Regions from separate parts of the Nomascus leucogenys genome. Here region 2 is linked to region 1. Evidence: chromatin contacts called from public Hi-C data. All regions are on one chromosome and are shown on one strand. The core of a region is the stretch at or near the end of the contact, and the rest is flanking DNA. Distances in the headings are between cores, read along the strand shown.

Region 1 (4,323 bases), core at 1,760-4,259:
ACCAGCACTTGGAGCAAGGGGGGATATGAGGTAGAGTCAGACAGCTGAAAATGAAAACTCTCTAAAAAAAAAAAATAGCCAGGGGGGGGGCGAAAGGACGGGAGGAGGAGGAAAGGAAACAGAAGGCGGAGGTGGGAGCGAGATGCGCACGCACTAGCTGGCAAAAGAGCGAAATGTCTCAAAAAAAAAAAAAAAAAAAAAAAGCTAGTCTACTTCAGGTTGAACAGAACTTAAATGCTTGTACTAGCTGATACTTAGTTATATCCCTGGCAAGGGTGAAGTATGTAAGTTATTTAAGACACTTTTCACTATCTCAAGAGTAACCAAAATAGATCAAGACCAAAATAACCCTGAAGATGAACATGTAATTTATAGTCAGTAACAGAAAAACACAGGTTCTGTTTAAATAATCTCCATAGTTTAACCAAATCAATTTCCACTCCTTAGTGAACTTGAAACCAAAATTTTATCTTCAGAAAAGTGCTACTTTTGCCAAGTTCAACATGGCCAAACACTATTCTTCCAGTCACTCACGTTTTCAAGAACCTGCAGTCACTTAGGAAAGAAAAGACTTAAGAAGAGCCAAACTTTACAATAGAACAGGAGCCACACACACAGGCAGTTCCACAATACCAAATGGTAAGAACCTCACATTCCCTCCTCCCCATTCTTTACAGGTCAAGCCCCAGGAGACAGAAAAGAGGAAGACACATGAAGGAAGCCAACAAGTGGTTGGGAATCAAACTCAAGTCTAATCACTTCTACTCAACACCACTACAAAGAAATCTCAAGAGTGGAAGAGCCATCATTCCTGAAAGTTTCCCATTATCAATCTGGGGGTTTCACTTTGGTTAAGCTCACAAAATGATGTTTTCACAGTAGGACATTAATGCCTAGCTGTGGTAGGTGTTCAACAAATGTCAATAATATTAACGCAGCTTTGTAAGTTATCGAAAGCTATAGATACTAACATCCAGAGAGGTCAAAAGACAGTTTTCAGTTAAGGAAACTATTTCCTCCACTGTGCCTCGCACTCACTGGCATTGCCTATAAAATGCAAACTTCAAACTGGAGACAGTTTATCAAGATCCTTTATTTCTTTAAATCGGGAGCAAAGGATTTTTTAATCTTAAAGCAGAACCATATCTTCACTTGTTTTTTCCTACTTTATGAACCCTCTGAAATATAGCACTTACTTAACATCAACCTTAAAGTTGACTGCCATAGACTGGACTTGACAAAATGTTAATTTCAAATCTTCTAAACTACCCAATTTTTAAAAATTACTATGTTTTCTTGAACTTTAAAAAATAACATGTTCACACATAATTCCATTCCTATGAAGTTTTAGAAAAAATTATGGTGTTAGGATAGTGGTTATGTTGAAGGTGAATGCAGTGAGTAGGTGTTAGGAGGGGAACCTTGTTCTGTATTAGTAATACTCAGTTTCTTGACCTGCGCGCTTATTGCACAGGTTGGTTGCACTGTGTGAACACATAAAACCTCTCTCTCTGTAAGTATGATATACTTCAATTACAAAAATATATTCACTTGCTTATTGGAGAGGATGTGAAAAACATCCACATTACTTTTGAAACCCAAACTAAGTACAGTCACCGATGTTAAAAGTAAACATTTTGAAGCGACAAAATCCACTTTAGCTGTCTCAAATGAGAAGGCCTAACCAGAACTGGAAATAGGCAAGCTCTCACAGGATTTTAGAGTCAGCAGCTAATTTCATGAGCACACGGAAGGGCTGCCTCCATGGAGTGAGAAAGAGTAGACAGAACCCATTTGAGTCCTAATAAGCATATCTAGAGCACAAGGCTACTATGATGCTGCTTTGGGGCTAAAGGAAAACCTAACTTGTATCCAATATCTGTCCTAAAGGTTATCTAAACACATTTGTAACCAGACTATACCTTATTTGCATTGCCTGAACCCTGAGGCCGCTGTAATCAACCTCTTTTTGCTCCAATTCTTTCCATTCATCTTCGTCCTGTAAAACAAACGCCATTTGATCAATTAAAGTTTTTTGTAGACATATAACTAATCAAATAACACACTACGAAAAGTGGATCAAGTGGCTGGAACCTAAACTAAGTATGTACTTGTCTTCTGGTCAAAACTCTTGCTTCGTTCTGGGGCAAACTAGGCTAAATGGAGGATAAACATGCTCGTAGGCTAACACTATACTTCCGCTGGGTTCCTGCATGAGAGCTGTTACTTTAAGCAACTAAGAAAAGCCGAAGGAAGAAGTCAATAGGAATTTCACAACTACATTTCTACTTCAACCTTGCCACCGAGAGTTTTCTTTTTCTTTCACGGGCTTAGAGACTAAGTCAACACAAAAGAGCTGCTACAAATGCGGCTGCTGAAAGCGAAAATTCAGCTCAAACTACTGGGCTGAGGTCAGCACACGGAATTACTCAGCCTAGACGTCACCCGATAAACGCTGCTCTGTGCTGGGCAGTGCGGCCCCGGACCTAGTGCCCCCGGAGGGTGGCGCCGCCTGGGCCTTGGCTAACGCCAAGCGACGCGGGGTGGGAAGGGCGGCTCCACCGCGGGTGTCGGAAGGGGTCCCAGCCCTGGCAACGCCGGCCCGAGGTGGAGATCCTGCGTCACGTGGCGGCCCGCGCCCGTCCGCCCGGCCTCCGCGGCCCCTCCCGGACGCTTCCCCGGCAGGCGGGGGCGGGCACATGGGGCACCGGCGCGCGGCCCGGGCCCTGAGTGCCGGCCTCCTGGCCCCTCACCTTCGTCACAGCCTTGGTGGCGGTCCCTGGGCCCGCAGCCCCCGCGCTCGCGGTCCCGCCGTCGCCCGGCCGGGTCCCAGCGCCCGCCCCACCGCCCGCCGCACCCGCGGCTCCACTGCTCCCGCCGGCGCTGCCCGCTGTGCCCGCGGCACTCGCCGCCCGGTTGCTCCGCTCCTTCTTCTTCTTCTTGTCCCTCTTAGCAAAGAAGTTGTCCAGGCTCCGCTCCTCCGTCTCGGCCATGGCCTCGGCCTCCTCGACCCGGATGGGTGGGGCCGGCGGCGGGCGCGGCCCGCGGGCCTCCGAGCTCGGGGTCGAGGCCGGCTCTGCGCTCACGCTGCCGGGCGCGGCGACGCCTCAGCCCCGCGGGGTCGCCGAGGCGTGCGCGGCGAGACGGGCGGCTCCCCCTGCGTGCTGGCAAGCGGTGGTACGGTCCGCCCGGGGGCTCGCGCGCCGCCGCTGTCGCCCGAGGCTGCCGGGGCTGCTGCTGCGGTGGCGGAGCAGGATCCCGCTCTCCCGACAACCTGAGGGGAAAAGGCACGCGAGTCAGAGGCTCTAGCGAGAGTGCTCGGCTAGCAGCGGCGCGTGCCGGAGGAAGACGCGCGCGCGCAGGCCCGGAGAGGAGGGGAAGGGGGTGGAGAGGGGAGGGAGAGGGAAGAGGGAGGGCGGGCTGCTAGAAGAGAGAGGCAGCGCCTGCGCCTGCGTACTTTGCTAGGCCTGCCGCTGTGGAATCGCCAAGGGGCGGTGGCGGGAGGAGATGGAGGCGGAGCTGGAAAGAGAGCCAATCAGGTGCCAGGACGAAGCTCTTAGGTGACAATTCCCGACCTAGACGGGGCGGAGTCCAAGCATGGGGGCGGGGAGAGGAGGGCATATGCAAAATAAGTGACGTGTCTAATGACTCCGGTTTCCCGATTGGCCGAGGGTTTAGTCTTGAGGGCGGGCATTTTGAGGGCTGGTTGATGACTTGGCTAAAGAGGTCCAGCAGGAGGGGCGGTGGGTTCCTTTTGGGCGCATGTGCAGGATGCACGTGCGTTTCCTGGCCCAGAACAAACCGTGGCCCCATAGTAGTCGTTTGAACTTTCGCGAAACGGACAGGTACTGCGTTAAGCCAACTGTGTTAAAGATTGTTCCTCTCCTCTGATCGCTTCTGTACTTCCACCCTCTCTGGTGTGGCAACCATTACTTTTCTTCTTTACAGGTTGATTGTGAAAGTGAGAGGAGCAGTGAGCCTGAAGTTTAGGTCCCATTTACTAAAAGCTCTTTCATAGGCTGGTTGGTAGGTAGAAAGGGATTTTGTCTGAACTCCACCCTCTGAATTATGTTTACCAAAGTCAAGTTGAATAAATCCTATCGTCAAGTCCCTAATCTGTAAAGTGGGTATACTATTTCTTACAAGATAGGGGGATGGAGGGAAGAGAGTCAACATTATTAGCTGCCCAGCACATTGCTTAACGCCCTAACTTGAGTCTAGATGATGATGCAGTTTATCCTTAGCTTCTATCCCTGATAAAAGGAGGGGACTGTCTTATCATAGGGGTGGAGACCAAAATGCCCAGGTGAAGGCCAGGTTTAA
Region 2 (4,143 bases), core at 1,221-3,720, 120 kb after region 1:
ACAACGACTGTGTTTTCTTATTCTGGAACCTGGCTCCTCCATTCACCAGCATGGGCCAGTGGCTTAGAGTAAGTAATTCTAAGATTTGGTTTCCTCCCCCATAAAATGAAGATAATAATACTCCCTTCCTCCTGGGAGAATTAAATGAGCCAAGGTGTATGAGACTCAGTGTATGTGTGACTCAGCAGATTGCCTGGCACAGAGTAAATATTGCATGAATGGTAGCCATTATCATCATTGTTATTTGTCTTTGTACAAAGCAGTTGTTCAATGAATGTCGAATGAATTTGACGGGTTTGTGCAGTCTGGCACTGATCCTGCTTTACTTTTCTGAATGTGCACAGGCAGTTGAATGAAGACTTCCATCTAGTGGCTTGATATATATATATATATTTTTTTCCTTTGTTTTTCCTGTCCATAGTCATTTGAAAAGTCCTAGTCATTTGTACTATGATAGTGAGGACTTTATCCCTTTCTATAATACTACTCCTGTTTTCATTGTGGATGTAGTTATTAAAATAAATGAGCTGGTGGTGGCAGATGAGAGATTTGACCATCATTGTGTTAAAGAAAAGGCAAAGACAAGCAGCGTTTTAAAAAAGGTTATCATTTGGGTCCAAGGGTAAAATTAATGGTTTGTTTGGAGTAAAGATATTGGCATCCTGGCAGCTAGAGCTGCAGGCGTGGGGAGGAGGTGGGTAAGACTGAGCTCCTGGGAAATTAAACTCAGCTGGTGCAGTGGCAAGATGCAAGATTCCCTTGGAAACTCTTCCCACATTTATTTGACTTTCAAGTTTAGGATGGATGTTCAGCATAACTTGCTTCTAGCAATAAAGGAATGAGAAATAATTCTCAGTCCCTAGCACCCCAGTGATACTGCTCTTAATAACAAGGCAAAGGCCACCGCATTACCAAGCCCGGCAGATGCTTCTCTGTGCTCATCTTGACCTGCCGGTTGCATTTGTCACAGATGTACTTTCCTGTCTCGGCTTCCATGACACCACTCTCTCTGGACTTCCTCCTACTTCATTGACCATTCTTTCTCATTATTCTCTGCTTCATCAGGTGTTTCTTCCTTATCTGACCTCTAAATGTTAAAGTTTTTCAGGATTGGGTCTTGGTGCTTCTTTTTTTTAATCACTAAATGGTCTGACCTATCCACATAGATTTAAATGGCATTGTATGTGCTAATAACTTTCACATTTAAATGTCTATCTCAGAACTTTCTGCTCAGCTCCAGACTTGCATACTTACCCTCTCTTTGAGGTCTTCACTTGGCTACTTCTCACACATCTCAAACTTAACATGTCCCCAAATGAAAATCTAGATAATTTCAGCCGGGCGCGGTAGCTCACGCCTGGAATCCCAGCACTTTGGGAGGCTGAGGTGGGTGGATTACCTGAGGTCAGTTGTTTGAGACCAGCCTGGCCAACATGGTGAAACCCCCGCCTCTACTAAAAATACAAAAAATTAGCCGGGCGTGGTGGCATGCACCTGTAATTCCAGCTACTTGGGAGGCTGAGGCAGGATCATCACTTGAACCCAGGAGGCAGAGGTAGCAGTGAGCTGAGATTGTGCCACTGCACTCCAGCCTGGGCAACAAGAGCGAAAATCCATCAACAAAAAGAAGAAAATCTAGATAATTTCCCCTCAAATCTTCCCTTTCCCCACTGCCCCTTGATCCTCTTCATCTCAGTAAACAACCCCAATGTCTACCCGGAAACCAAGGGGTCACCTTGATCTCTCACTTTCTGTCGTCTCCCACATCTCATTGATCACTGAGTCTAGTCAATTCTACCCCCACAATGTATCTCAAATCCATTTACTTCTCTCTACCTCTCTTGACATCACCCTAGTGCAAGTCACCATCATGCTCTCCTATCCCATTATAATATCCCATTGTAATATCCTTCCAACTCCCTGATCTCTACCTCCCTCCTCCAATGCATTCTACATCCTGCTTCCAGAGTGGGCTTTTTAAACTCTTGTAATCATATCATGTCACTCTGATTAAACTAAATTAAAACTCTTCAGAGGGGCTGGGTGTGGTGGTTCATGCCTATAATCCCAGCACTTTGGGAGGACAGGGTGGGTGGATTGCTTGAGCCTAGGAGTTTGAGACCAGCCTGGGCAACATAGCAAAACCCTATCTCTCCAAAAAGCAAAACAAAACAAAAAAACAGAATATCCAGGCGTCGTGATGTGCACCCACAGTCCCAGCTACTTGGGAGATTGATGTGGGAGGATCTCTTGAGGCCAGGAGGTCGAGGCTGCAGTGAGCTATGATTGCACCACTGCACTCCAGCCTGAGAGACAGAGTGAAAGTGAAAGCCTGTCTCAGAACAAAAACAACACACAAAACAAAACAAAACTCTATAGAAGTGTCTCTTAAACTTAGAGTAAAACCCAATCTTCTGAAGTGGCCTTCAAGGCCCTGCATGCTTGTTACTCTTCCATTGCTCCCAAGGCTCCAGCCATGTGGGTCTTGGTCTTTCTGGACCATACCAGTCCCTCTCCTGCTCGAGGCCCTAGCACTCGCCGACTCCCCTGCCTGACCCACTCCTCCCCTCCTCTTTGCATGAATAGCTCCCTCATTCTGGTCACCTTACTGCGAGAAGTGCTTCCCTTTACTCTGCCCCTTTCTGCTTTGTTAGTTTTCTTTAAAACACCACAGCTTTTATTATGAATTTTATGGTTTTTAAATTATTTTATCTGTATTTTCTGCTAGAATATAACCTCCTGGAGGTCAGGCACTGCCTTTCTGTCCTGTTTGTTTTTCCATCCCTAGCACAGTGTCTGGTACAGCAGGTATTAATTGAATTAATGAGCCCAGCAGTAGTGCTGCCTCTTTATGGAGAACCCAAGCAGGGAAGACCCAGTGCCTACCCTCAGGGAACAGCCAGGTTCTTACCTAGCTCCAACCTGAGAATCACCTTAAACATCTCTCTCTCCCTCATCTCACAAGTCAAAAACCATCAATTCCCCAAGTAGATGTGCCCAAATCCATTCCCACTCCATTATCCAGCTTGGTTCAAGTCCTAATCATCTCTTTTCTGGTTTAACCTGATAGTCGTTACCTGGGGACAAAAACTAAGAAGCCCATGCACAGTGAGTTAAGATTGCATCTGAGGCCGAGTGCAGGGGCTCACACCGGTGGCTCATGGGGATTACAAAGTGTAATCCCAGCACTTTGGGAGGCTGAGGCAGACGGATCACCTGAGGTCAGGAGTTCAAGACCAGCCTGGCCAACATGGCAAAACCCTGTCTCTACTAAAAATACAAAAATTAGCCCTGCATGGGTGTGCCTGTAATTCCAGCTACTCAGGAGGCTGAGGCAGGAGAATTGCTTGAACCTGGGAGGCGGAGGTTGCAGTGAGCCGAGATGGCGCCATTGCACTCTAGCCTGGGCAACAAGAGCAAAACTCCATCAAAAAAAAAAAAAAAAAAAAGATTGCATCTGAAAGTGAACTTAGGGGAAATGTCTTCAAGTAATGGAGAAGTCCAGCCATCTCTTGAGACAGTTCACCCACAAGCACAGTCACAGCCACTGGGTGTCCAAGGAGAATGAGAGACATTTGAGGGCTAAGGTTGGATTTCACTCTGGAAGCCACAATACACTTCTGAGCCTGTACTGCAAATAAACCCTGACTTCATCAGACTCTGCTCTGACTGGGAAGGAACATCATTGTAGAGGGGCCAGATGAGCATGCAGTGAGAAGCTAGAACTGCTGGCCGGGGTTTATTTGCCATTGTTGGGCAAACAGGATCACCTTGGCCCCTAGAAGTCTGTCATGCTGAGGACAAAGTGTTTTAGGCTCCTCTTTCCCTGGAAGCCTCTCTGTCCCTCCAAGTTCTGGTTCTGGGCCCACCTAGACTTCAACCTCCAGCAACCTCAGAAATACAAGGGCTTGCTTTGGATAGTAGGCACCAGTGCTGGTCACTAAAGAGGTTTAACCCCTACCATATATAGGGTTTAACCCCTACCATTTATAACACAGTCCTGGGTGTTTATGTCAGATGAGTTTGTTGTGAGACAGCCCTTTAGGGCTTAATTTTCTCCAGCTGCCCCCAAAAAATCTAATTTTGAGCCCCAGGCACATCCAGATACAGTGATTCTGAGGGGGCTCTATTTAGACAGCCAGC

The links. A called contact is a pair of places that touch in the nucleus more often than the background predicts.
Region 2: a Hi-C map of a lymphoblastoid cell line shows a contact between it and region 1, with 4 times the contacts expected there. The contact joins the enhancer-like site here to the promoter of CDV3 in region 1. A contact is called at or near these places in 2 of 4 Hi-C or Micro-C datasets (both in a lymphoblastoid cell line).

The regions. Positions count from the first base shown.
Region 1 is chr8:17,138,484-17,142,806 of Asia_NLE_v1, forward strand. CDV3 (protein CDV3 homolog) reads right to left here and starts at 3,010. Exons shown (of 5, transcript XM_030816815.1): 1 at 2,754-3,010; 2 at 1,923-1,999. The coding sequence starts at 2,993.
Region 2 is chr8:17,262,566-17,266,708 of Asia_NLE_v1, forward strand. All of the region lies in intron 1 of BFSP2 (phakinin), which reads right to left. Among named protein-coding and RNA genes, the nearest start is that of BFSP2, 43 kb to the right of the region's middle. Within about 2 kb of position 2,471, the one cell type or tissue checked has an H3K27ac peak away from gene starts, as active enhancers do. A contact at or near this core is called in a lymphoblastoid cell line, where this site is marked.